Linked DNA regions of Macaca mulatta: region 2 is linked to region 1. The links are chromatin contacts, called in public Hi-C maps. All regions are on one chromosome and are shown on one strand. Each heading gives the region's core, a stretch centred on a gene start, on an enhancer-like site or on the middle of the called end of the contact. The rest is flanking DNA. Distances are from core to core; before and after follow the strand shown.

Region 1 (6,329 bases), core at 2,836-5,335:
AGGTTGGCTCAAGCGGTATTAGTCAGGGTTCTCCAGAGAAACAGAACCAGTGGGAGATATATATATATATATATACACACACACATACACACACACACACACACACACACACATACACACACACACACACACACACATACACACACACAGATATATATATATACACACACACAGATATATATACACACACACACACACACACACACAATGGAAACAGAATGCATTGAATATTCAGAGAATATTCAGAGAGAGAGAGAGAGAGAGAGAGAAAGGGAGGGAGAGTTCAGGAGGTGTTTAATAACTGACTCACATGATTATGAAGGCAGGCAAATCCCAAATCTCGGCCCACTAGAGACCCAGAGAAGAGTTGATGGTGTACCTCAAGTCTGGAGGCCATTTGCTGGCAGAATTCCTCCTTCCTCAAGAGAAGGCAAAGTTTTTCTTAAGGCCTTCAACTGATTGGATCACCCACATTATGGAGGGTCATCTGTTTTACTCAAAATCTACTGATTTAATATCAATCTTATCTAGAAAATAGCTTCACGGCAACATCCAGACACGTTTGACCGAATATCTAGGTACTGTGGCCTAGTTCCATTGACACATAAAATTAGCCATCACAGCAGCCTAGGGTTTTACGGAAAGGAGAAGGCAGAGCGGGAGGAAAGAGAGGACGGAACCATCCTGTGTTCTAGTTTGTAACTGCCTGGGCATTTGAACAACAAAGGAAAAGTGCTTAAGATAAATGAAACAGGCATCCAGAACAGAGGGTGCTTCTTGCTTCTACTCTGCTTGGGGAGCTGCCAGGCAAAGCCACTTCACAGGATGCTGCAGTAATATCAGGCAGCTCCCCCAAAGAACATGGCAGTGTAGTGCCTGCCACGCCAAGAAAGGCTCAAGTTTAGCTTTCTCAAACTGCTCTTGGTTCCTGTGTGCCGTGGACAAGACCTAGAAGCAGCTGAGAGCTTCTAGGGGTATGATGCTCATTAGAGGGTCTCACCATAGCAGGGCCAAAGTGGCTCTGTAGTAAAGGCTGCACAGACAACAAACCATCTGACCTGAGGCTGAATGGATTCATGGAAAGTCCCCAGAAAGGTCTGGAAGTAGTGTGGCTGAGGTAGCCAGGGAGCACCTACACTTTGCCCAAAAAGAGACAGCAGACTCTAAGTTTCATCTGCTAAAGAGTTCAGTTGCAAACACTAGCAGGGCAGATGCAATTAGCTCAACAATGTTCCTTCTGACACCAGCATTCAACAGGCTCTGTGACTCAGGGCTCCAACCTACAGAAGGCACCAAGGAGAGGAGTTGGTGATGGCTGGAAGAAAAACCATAGATTGGACTTTATTATTTTTTTTTTTAGAGAGAATAAAAAGTTCTTAAAGGAACTATTTAAAATTATTGGCTCAAACTAAGAATAAACTATACAGAATTCATTTTTATTTTTTTTACTTTTTATTTTTGAGACAGGGTCTCACTCTTTCACCTAGGCTGGAGTGCAGGGCATTATCACAGCTCACTACAAGTGATCCTCCCACCTCAGCCTCCCAAATAGCTGGGAAAGGAGATGCACACCACCAAGTCCAGCTATTTTTTATTTTTTTATTTTCAGTAGAGAGGAGGTCTTGCTCAGGCTGCTCTCAAACTCCTGGGCTTGGGCAGTCCTCCCACTTGGACTCCTAAAGTGCTGGGATTATAGGTGTGAGCCATCGCACCTGGCTAAACCATATAGAATTTAAAGTCCACACTTTTATCTGCTAACTGAAATGAAGGCTTAGATTCATTAGACAAAGCAATACATATCAGAGTTGAAGTGTGGGTACATTTGTGAACTTGTCGCACTGTTAAGTGGTAAATACAGAAGTTTGAAAACCAGGTCTTTGTAACTTCAAACCGAACTCTTTGTGCTGTCTCCTGTACAGTGTCATTGTGGTAAACTGACAGTCCCCAAGAGCCTTCATCACCACTGGCTAACCTGCCTCGATCATGTTCTCTAGCCAGGGCCTTCTGAGGTTTCCTTAAAGTCAACTTAGGCTAACAGATAAAGGACACTTTCATCACTTCTTTGTATGACCCACTGCTATACTTCATAACTTTTATTTTGAGAAACTTATGAAAAATACAGAAAAGCACTCATAATACGATCATTCACACATATTGCCACTATCCAAATTAACAAATGCTAAGATCTTATCGTATTTCCTTCTAGCCTTATCATATTTTCCTCTGATGTTTAAAAACATCAGGAAAACATTGCAGATGAAAATACTGTTTCTTTTGACCATGATCCCTGGACTCATTTTCCTTCTACCTTTCCCAGAAACAACGAAGTTCATAATTTGACGTGGATTCTAGTTCATTAAAAATATATGGTTTTATGCACACAAATCACACACATGCATGCATCTATGAAAAATACAAAACATTGTGTGTTTCAAAATTTAATTAAATGGCATCCAACTGCATTTGCATTGGTCACTGCATTTTTCACTTAATCTTAGCTTTAAAGACTACATGTTAATGATTCTAGTTATTCATCTGCTACATTTTATTTGATCTCCTATTGATGGACATTTGATTTTTTTCAATTGCTTAAAATTTATAGCTGTAATTCCGGTGGACGTCTCTGTATATGTTTCTATGAACATCTGTATGTGTCTACCTTTGGTATGCTTCTGGAATGGGAAAGCCTGGCTTTCTCATACTTGTATGAGGTAGTTATCACACTAGGAGCTCAATAATTTGGATATGTCCCTGTCTGTCCACCTAGATTCCTTGAGGTCAGGGGCCATGCTTTATTCATCTCTGTATTGCCAGTGTCTGACATATGATTTTGAAATAAATGAATAAATACAGGCAAAAATGAAATGCCTGTATCCCTCTCTGATTTCACAAAACAGCTTCATCCTCACCCTGGCATGATGAGAGTAAAGGGAATTCCCTTCTGCAACTTACTATGTGCATTACTCACAGGGTTGCATTTAATGACCACAACTTTCTGAGATGTACCACTTTACAAGTGAGGAAACTGAGGCTTAGAAAGGTGAAACATTTGGGAAACTGAGGCAGATGGATCACTTGAGGTCAGGAGGTCAAGACCAGCCTGGCCAACATGGTGAAACCCCGTTTCTACTAAAAATACAAAAACCACACAAACAAACAAAAACAACAACAACAACAACAACAACAACAAAACAATTAGGTGGACATGGTGGTGTGCACCTGTAGTTCCAGCTACTCAGGAGGCTGACTCAGAAGAATCACTTGAATCCGGTAGGCGGAGGTTGCAGTGAGCCAAGATCACGCCACTGCACTCCAGCCTAGGTGACAGAGTGAGACACGGCCAGTAAGGAGTAAGGGTGAGAACTGAACCCAGACCTGCCCAAATCCAGCACCTACGGCCTCTCCATTCTCATTTGCTACCTCTCAAACCACTGGACATGTGCCGTGGAAACATTCTGATCTTTTGCCTTCATAAACATGACATCAGCTTGAACAATTCTCTCCCCTTCGATATAATTTTTTTCCCCTCAGAGTCTGGGGAAATTACCTTCATTAATTATCTCACAGCTTTGACTAATTAACTCACATCCTTCTCTCTTGTGCTTTGAGTCTATGTGTTAGAATCCTAAAATGTTAGCAGGATGCTTTGGTATGAGTGAGGTCAACCTCTTCATTTTAGAGATGGAGTGAATGACACATGGATAAGGAGACAAAGTGCATTAGAAGCTGAGTCAGCCCCGGGTCTCCTGGGACTGGATCTGGTGCCCTGTGATTAGTCTTTTAGATTATCTGATGGAACTGGCTCTCCTCCACCAGGGAGGAGAGCTGGGTAATGTGTGGGTTTGCCTTCTTACTGATATTCAGAGTAATAGAGAAGAGACTGAACAAGGATCAGGGTCCAGGAACCAAGGAACATTCTATCAGTGAAATCCAACTTAGAAAGCACTGGATAGAATCTCCAAAGGATGCTAAATTTGCTGGACTAAAGTCAGAGGAGAAAGCAGGCTTGACTGCAGAAGGAATATATTAGTCAGGGTAGGCTAACTGAAAACAGCTCCATAAGCTCAATGGCATAACACTATAAAAATGTATTGTTTGCTCATTGCTTCTGTTGTGTTTGATCTCTGCTCTGTGCAACTGTTCAGGAATGCTCTTTCCATCTTTGGACTCTTCCCTCTCCAACATGCAGTCCATAAAGTCAGCACCAGCAAGTATAGGAAGCCCATGGTGAGTCCAGGCGAGTCTGGGGTGGAGCTTAGACTAGAGCAGGCATTCCTGGTTTCATGTCCAATGACTGGTATTTCTACCACACCGTTCTGCCCCTCAACATCTCTGCTCCTCAGGTTGCTCCTCTCTGAAGTGGGAATTATATAGCCTGCTCTGCCCACCCCTAGGGCTGTGAGTTCAGATGCTAGAATTGTTTTTGTAAATGGGTGCATATTGTGCAAATATAAGGATGGCTGTGGTTTCTTTTTTACATGACATGTAGCCAAGCATCCTGCTCGCCCCTACCTGGTGTCCTTTCCCTTATGGCTTTGAAAGTAGAAGACAAATTTGAGAAACATTCCTTCGTAAATGGGAAGATAGTTGTGTTGTGTCCTGTCAGGACTTAGTCTGTGGCAAAGGAAATATCTCCTTTCAGGCGGTGCCAGTGGACCCATGTTGTGTGTGCACTTTGACACTGAGGGTCAGTTCCTACCTTTCCCAGGCCTTCCCACCTTCAGCCATCAAGCTTATATCTTGGTGGCCAGTCACTAACCTTGAACCTTGCTGCAGCCCCATCAGACCCTGGCAAGGTAGTTGGTTGTCTTGAGCATGGAATTTGGAATCCAGTAACTCTGGATTAAACCTTCATTCTAGAGTTTAGTGGCCTCAATTTCTTCATCTATAAATGGGGAGAATAACTTATAAGGTAGTTTTGAAGTCTAAGTGAGCTCATTATGAAAACTGCTTAGCAGACTGACTGTAAATAGGCAGCATTCAGGAAAGTTGCGGTTATTTTCATGCCATATCCAATGTGCTAGAGATGAGTTCTGGGTTCTTGCATAATGGTTGAGTCAGACCTGCATCTTGTGGCTTCCCTGTTGGCCCTGTTTCTATGAGCAGCCTTCTGGCTCAGTGTCCCTTTCCTGCTAGTCCCAATTCCTGCCCTAAGCCTTAGTCATCTTAGTTGAGACCTAAAGACTATGTAGCCCTGGTGAGGCCAGATCCTATGTCCCGCTACAGCACTCTCCAACCCTGTCTGCTGGATTCCCATGGTGGGCTCCATCACCTTGACCACCTGGGTACTGAGGATTGAAATGTAAAGCTTTTCCTGAGGCTGTTCACTGTTTGGCCCACATAGACCTCGCTGATTTGGTCTCCTATGGAGCTCCTGGTTCTCACTGTGTAACCACAGTGAGCTTCTGCCTCAGCTTATCAGGCCTAAGGCAGAGCCTGAGACAAGGGCTTAGGAGGTGCCCCAGGATATAGGGGCGAGGGACCAGGAGTGAGGGTAAGACAGGGATGGAGGAAAAGCCAATATGTGGTATGCTCAATTAGTTCCTGCTCTGTGCAACCATGGATCCCCATGAGGACCCCTCTGAATTGTCCTGTAGAAGCCTGGGACATTCGTCCACTGGTCTTCTCCCTCACTAGCTGATGTTCCACTTTGAAAATATTTCTGGCTCAGATCTGAGTGGGCTTCCCATACTCTTGAGAAAGCCCTAAGGCAGAGAAGTGGAGAGCCTTAGAGGCACGTGCTTGAAGGAGAACCTGACCACTGCATCGGCTCTGAAACCAGAGATGATATGCACATAAAAGTGTTGGCAGAAGCCATTTTACTTAGCAAGATGCTTCCTCCCCAGGCTTTGTGCATTAACTATGCCATGGACCACATTGAAGGTCTAGGTTCATGTTACCTTTTCAGAGAGTTCTTTCTTGACCTACTATTTGTAGGTGCCAACCTGTGGTTACTCCATCCCATGCAATTTCCTTCCTGCAACCCTTTTCTAGCAGCCTAGCTAGTGATGCTTAAAATCTATCAGCCCACAAGTGTATCTAGGTCTTGGGATAGGTTTAAACAAGACATACACCAGACTTTGACTGGGGTCATTATGTAAAAAGAGGTGCCGAGTACAGTGGCTCAGGTTTGTAATCCTTGCACTTTGGGAGGCCAAGTTGGGTGGATCACCTGAGGTCAGGAGTTCAAGACTAGCCTGGCCAACATGGTGAAACCCCGTCTCTACTAAAAAAAAAAATTACCCTGACGTGGTGGCAGGCACCTGTAATCCCAGCTACTCGGGAGGCTGAGGCAGGATAATCCCTTCAACCCGGGAGGTGGAGGTTGC
Region 2 (6,329 bases), core at 2,024-4,523, 360 kb before region 1:
CCCAGGCTGGTCTTGAACTCCTGGGCTCAAGTGATCCTCCTACGTTGGCCTCGAAAGGTGCTGGGATTGCAGGAGTGAGTCAAAAAGATTTTTTTCTCTTAGTCTTTCTTTTCTCCAAAATTGTTCTGTGGTTTCGCATATTCCTCAGAAGAAAAACCAAAGTTCTCACTTGGGTCTTAAGATATTCTGTAATGTAATCATCCTTCTTCCCTCCTGTCCACTCACAACCCTCATCACCAACTCTGTCTTCAGTTCCTTCAATTCCCCAATTCCATTTGCCCCCTTGCTGAGTTTTAAAACACAGCAAGCCCTCAACTCAACAATTTGTGCTTGTTTTACTCTCTGCCTGGAATTCAGTTCTCTTAGATTACAACATTCTGTCATTACCTTCAAGTGTTTGCTTCAATGTCACCTTTTCTAGTGAGACTTTCTTGGGTGTATTTAACATTATACCCTCTTGTCCAGCACCCCAACACTTCCTAACTCTTCCTTTCTTCCTTGCTTTCTTTGCAGACGTTTTCTTTCTTTCCCTCCTTTCCTTCCTTCCTTCCTTCCTTCCTTCCTTCCTTCCTTCCTTCCTTCCTTCCTTCCTTCCTTCCTCCCTTCTATCTCTCTCTCAATCTCTCTCTCTCTTTCTTGACAGGGTCTAGCTGTATGCTCAGGCTGGAGTGCAGTGGCACAATCATGGTTCACTGCAGCCTTGAACTTCTAGGCTCCTCCTGCCTCAGCCTCCTGAGTAGCTGGGACTACAGGTGCATGCCACCATGCCCAGCAAATTCTTAATTTTTTTTTTTTTTAAGAGAAGGGGTCTCACTCTATTGCCCAGGCTGGTCTTGAAATCAAGTGATCCTCCCATGTTGGCCTCCCAAAGTGTTGGGATTACAGGTGTGAGTCACCGTGCCCAGCTTCATTTCCTAACACTTTACATTATTTGCTAAATTACTGTGCTTAAGGTCTGCTTCTCCCCACTAAATTAGAAGTCACATGAGGTCATGGATTTTAGCTCTTTGGTTTACTGTTCTATTCTCAGTGTCTAGAGCAGTACCTAGCGCAGTGTGGGAAGTCAATAATTGTTTGTAGAATAAAAATTGAGGGTGTTTGTAGAATAAACTAGCATGTATTTTTGTCTTGAGTAAAAGCATTTGCAGGTCCTGGGGGCAGTAGAGAGGTGGGGGGTAGTTTTTGTGCCAGGAATATCACAAGCTGTAGGACACAGCTTACCTCATTCACTTGCTAAGCTGACTCTGATGGTTTCATGAGTCAATTTTAGTTCTGCTCTCTGTTTACTGGTTGGGACTATTTTTCTTCCCCATCTGCTGCAAAGCATATCTATCTTCTTCCCATGTTTCCTATTTTATGGTATGGTCCTATTATTCACTCTGTCTCTAGAGTCAGAAGCCTGCCAGCCTCCTGCTGTCTGCTCACGTTCATCAGTCTTTGAACTTTACTTTCCAAATATCTCTTCAGTCTGTCTGTCCAGTCAATCCTTTGCCATTTCCTTCACCATAGTGTAAGCCATCATCACTTCTCACCTGGACCACTGCTTAAACTTTCTCATTGGCTTGTTTGCCTCCACCTAAAGCTGGAGTTGTCTGGTAGACATGTACATCCTATCTCTCTTCTGCCCCAACAACCCTCTGCCCCAACAACCCTCCGCCCCACCAAGGGGGTCCCCAAGTCTGCAGATCCAACTTCTTTTGTGATCACCACTGTTATTCTCTTCAGCCTCATTTTCTCTGGGTTGCACTCACCACGCTACAGCCATAAGAGATGCTGTATAGGCAGCTCACCCAATCACCTTTTACTAAATGGATCCTGTTCACATCCTGTTCCCTCTGCCTGGGATGTTCTCACCTCAATCCTTCAGTCATTAAACTCCAGGATTCAGCTCAGGGGCTATAGGAAGGCATAGGATGAGTTAGGAGTCCCTCCCTTGTGCTCCCACAGCACTCCCGTGCTGGCCCACCGTGTTTTCCTGTATCACAGCCTGTTATTGTACAGTGACTGCCTAACTTATGGTAAATGCTCAGTAAATACTTGCTGAAACATCGTCTTGTAACTGCCTATTGTTGACAGTCTGGATACTAGTTCATGAGCTTTTTCCTTTTTCTTTTTTTTTTCTTGTTTTTTATTTTTTGAGACAGGGTCTCACTCTGACACCTGTGCTGGACTGTAGTGGCACCATCAGGGCTCATTCCAGCCTCAGCCTCCCAGGCTCAAGCGATTTCCCTGCCTCAGCCTCCTGGGTAGCTTGGAATACAGGCTCGCACTACCATGCCCGGTTATAGTCTGTTTTTTTGTTTTGTTTTGGTAGAGGTGGGATTTTGCCATATTGCCCAGGCTCGTCTCGAATTCCTGGGCTCAAGCAATCTCCCTGCCTCAGCCTCCAAAAGCGCTGGGTTATAGGCTTGAGCCACTGAGCCCAGCCAAGTTTTTTTTTTTTTTTTTCTTCTTCATTTATTTAACATGTATTTACTGAAAACCTGCCATGTGCCAGGTACTGTTATGTGCTGGAGAGATAGCAGTGAACAAGACACAAGATAGACAAATGTCCATGGAAGCAGGGACAGTATTTTATTCACTTTTGTATCCTCAGCATTCAGCCCAGGGATGGGCAAAGAATCGGTACTTTATACATATTTGTTGAATAAACACATGAACCTTCTCTGACTGTTGGAAAAAAAACTATGCCCAACAGATCTCCTTTTTCCCTTCCACTAACTGATTTTTAACTTTCTGCACATAAGCTGTTCCCTGTGGTTAGATACAACGCAGGCTAGACACATACAGATATCCCCATTGTGGGGATTTTTTGGTCAAAGTGGGGGCACTCACTAGGTCCATTTAGCCCCAATCTCCAATAGTCTTTTGGATCTGCTGCCAGGTGAGGTTTCTTTTTCTTCCCCTAGACTTAGTGTCATGTCATGGGATTTTATTTTTTAAACGTGATTTGAGCTCTGATGTATTTTACTGAGCTCTCTTTAGTGGATTTATTTCATTTTTCTATAATTTATAAAGAAATAGAAATTTATATAGGCAGTTGGATCTTTTGTTTTGGAGATGCACCATTTAGCAAACATCCTTGCCATTAATCTGCTTCTTATTCTGCTACTTGCTTTAGTTTCCATTGTCTTCATCCACTTACAAAAATGCTTGCCTCATGGAGTTTGGCTTTGTTCCAGACTGCCTTGTGTACGTTGAATGTAGAAGGAAGCGCTTCATAAGAAAGGAATGGAAGCATAGCTCTGACAAGCCCCCACCATGAATCAGCCCTGGGTGGTTGGAGTTTTGTTGGAGTGGTAATTAATTTGTCTAGGAGCAATTGCTAAAACTTGGACTTGGGTCCCTCTAAACCTTTGTCAGCATGTGTTCTGTCTTCGTAAATCATAAAAGAAGGTCACTTTTTTTTTTTTTTTAGCTTATATTCGGGAGTCAGTAATTTTCAGGTTGTTGATCATATGGCCTCTTTTAGGCTCTGCTTGGCCAAGAAATTCAAGACACTGTGCACAAGTAGAAACTGTTTATCAATTGTAGTGTACTCTTTCCTGCTTGTCATGGTCTCATCTGCATTAAGGTTGTTGCCTCTTCCTGGAAAAACTCCATATATATACTCCCACTATAGGTACTCTCATGTATTTGTCTTAATAAATGGCAAAAATTCACTAGATGACTTAGGATTACTAGATGACTTAGGATTAAAGTTTTGATGTCAAAAATCAGATTTAAGAGGAGCTCTAGAGAAGAGAGAAGACAAAAAGGTCAAACATATAATAGAAGGCTTCTTTGTCTGGAATGCTCTGGCCTCAGAAAGAAAAAAAAAAAAAAAGAAAGACCTTACTCTCACTCAAACCTCTGACACCTACTTTCTTTGCTTCTCTCTTTCTCTCTCCACCCAACTTGAGCTTTACTACCCACTTATACTCCTCTTATTCCTTCCCCTGGTTGCCCAGATAAATTTTTCAGGGAGCATTCTTCTGGAAAGGAACAATCACATTGCACAATACCCACCTAAAACTTCTGCACTGAAGGTAGATCCAGAGAGGCTGAATTTAAACCAAGTAAGAGTTGAGTTGGGTAAAAATAGAATCTTCCCAAATTTCAGAACAAAAGAAAGTTTGTTTTCTGTATCCTGTGGGATTCAGGATTCTGTTCATTACTAATTGTCTTGGACTATCATATTTGTACCAATTAGTTCATTTCGTTGTTGACCTTCAAGCCAGGCACAGTGGCTCACACCTGTAATCCCAGCACTCTGGGAGGCTGAGACAGGAAGATTGCTTGAGTTTTGGAGTTTGAGACCAGCCTGGACGACATACCTTGTCTCTACTAAAAATCAAAATTTAGCTGGGCATGGTGGTGTGCACCTGCAATTCCAGGTACTCAGAGGCTGAGGAGAGAGGATTGCTTGAACCTGAGAAATCAAGGCTTCAGTGAGCTATAATCATGCCACTGCATTCCAGCCCAGGCAACAGGAGAGCCTGACTCCAAAAAAAAAAAAAAAAAAAAAAAATTGTTGACCTTCAACAATGGGGAAAATGTTTAAGAGTAGCAGGATGAGAAAGGTCAGAAGATTCAAATAACCCATCTAAGCATAATATTTTAAAAAATGGACTTGAGAGGGTAAGAAAAATAGGAAGTACGCCACATGAAACTATTTCAAAAGATTTTCTCTTAAGGGTAGATAGGGCAAAGATTCATTAATAACAAACAAAATGATGAATCAATAGGTGACTTAATAGACTTCAGGACACTTTCAAAGGACATTCTGGGGCAAAGAGTATAAGTAAAAGGAGCCCTTTCTTCTCTGTGTAAAAGCTCATATCTAAAATAGGGGATTTAGAAAAAAATCAATTGGAATGGGAAATTCCATTAGTGTAGATATCTTCATCATTTTCCAAGAGTCCTAAAATGTTAACGGGAAATCAAAATAATCTTACGGCCTACTAGATAAAACAACTGGCCACTGAAATAAAGACAGGACCCAAATTTCCTCTGTTCCTTAAGAATTTGGAGTCTGTGGAGAACACTTGCACTTACTGTATGTAGAAAGGCCATTAGAAGAACTAATGTTCCATGTCAGAAGGACAGCTGTCCGTATCTGTCTGCTGAGTCTTTCTGAGGAGACTTTTGCACTTAACACTTTCCTATCCTGCCTCTAAACTCCCAAGGGGCATTGTCTATAAATATAGATGAACTATACTGCTATAAATATAAGCTATACTGCTTGCTTGTTGATATGGTTTGTTTCTTATGTGGAGATCAGACTTTTCTATTCCAACTATGATTAAGACTAATTGTTCTGCATGATGAATATTTAGACCATTCCAGTGCATGATTCTTCAGCACCCACAGTGGACTATGCCTTCTTACACAGCATCTGAAGGGATGAAACCCTTCTTGGGGGTTTAGCTACTAGTAGGTGAAACAGACTTCTGAGGATTCTGAGTTGAACAATTTAAAGTGCTTTTTTTTCTCCCTTCACCTTGACTGACATAGAAAATCATATAGTCCACATCCTAGGGTACACCTGACCAATTTAAAATCCTTAGCTCAAGTAATTATGGATCACAGAAACCTTCGGGTTTTATTTTAGCTGATTAGGGGAGTCTGCACCATTGCTAACACTCCCTGTTGTGCCTGGATTAATATCACAGGTGAGGTTAATCTATAGCTAAGCCCAAAGAAAAAGCAGTCTGGCTATCAAAGATAGATGGTCATGCCAGGGAAATCATGGGGCATGATTCCAGAGAGGCTTTCAGATCCTTTTGAAAATACTCTTAATTATCATTGTCCTTTTTCTTTTTTTTTTTTTTTGAGATGGAGTTTCACTCTTGTTGCCCAGGCTGGAGTGCAATGGTGTGATCTCGGGTCACTGCAACCTCTGCCTCCTGGGTTCAAGCGATTCTCCTGCCTCAGCCTCCCGAGTAGCTGGGTTACAGGCATGCACCACCACACCCAGCTAATTTTGTATTTTTAGGAGAGACGGGGTTTCTCCACGTTGGGTCAGGCTGGTCTCGAACTCCCAACCTCAGGTGAACTGCCAGCTTTGGCCTCCCAAAGTGCTGGGATTACAGGCGTGAGCCATTGCGCCTGGCCTTCATTATCATTGTCTTGCATCATTCAGGTTCTGTTGTCTAGAGAGCTGAATGCTTTTATGTAGCCTCTGGTTTGACAAATGGTGCAACAAATGATTCAAAGACAAAAATGAGAAGAAATGAGGCAGACTGATACTCAAAATGAAAACCAGATCTCTGTACATGGAAAAATGGAACTGTGTTTTCAAGAAAAGCCAATGACAGTGGTGAAGATCTGGACAATCTTGGAGGGTC

What was found. A called contact is a pair of places that touch in the nucleus more often than the background predicts.
Region 2: a Hi-C map of blood shows a contact between it and region 1, with 4 times the contacts expected there. The contact joins two enhancer-like sites. A contact is called at or near these places in 5 of 14 Hi-C or Micro-C datasets (CD4 T cells, blood, cortical neurons and 1 more).

Annotation. Positions count from the first base shown.
Region 1 is chr15:43,284,592-43,290,920 of T2T-MMU8v2.0, reverse strand. No RefSeq gene overlaps it. Among named protein-coding and RNA genes, the nearest start is that of TNFSF8, 76 kb to the left of the region's middle. Within about 2 kb of position 4,085, at least 1 of the 40 cell types and tissues checked has an H3K27ac peak or open chromatin away from gene starts, as enhancers often do.
Region 2 is chr15:43,638,860-43,645,188 of T2T-MMU8v2.0, reverse strand. The region is part of intron 2 of TEX48 (testis expressed 48); the gene reads right to left. Among named protein-coding and RNA genes, the nearest start is that of TEX48, 14 kb to the right of the region's middle. Within about 2 kb of position 3,273, at least 1 of the 40 cell types and tissues checked has an H3K27ac peak or open chromatin away from gene starts, as enhancers often do.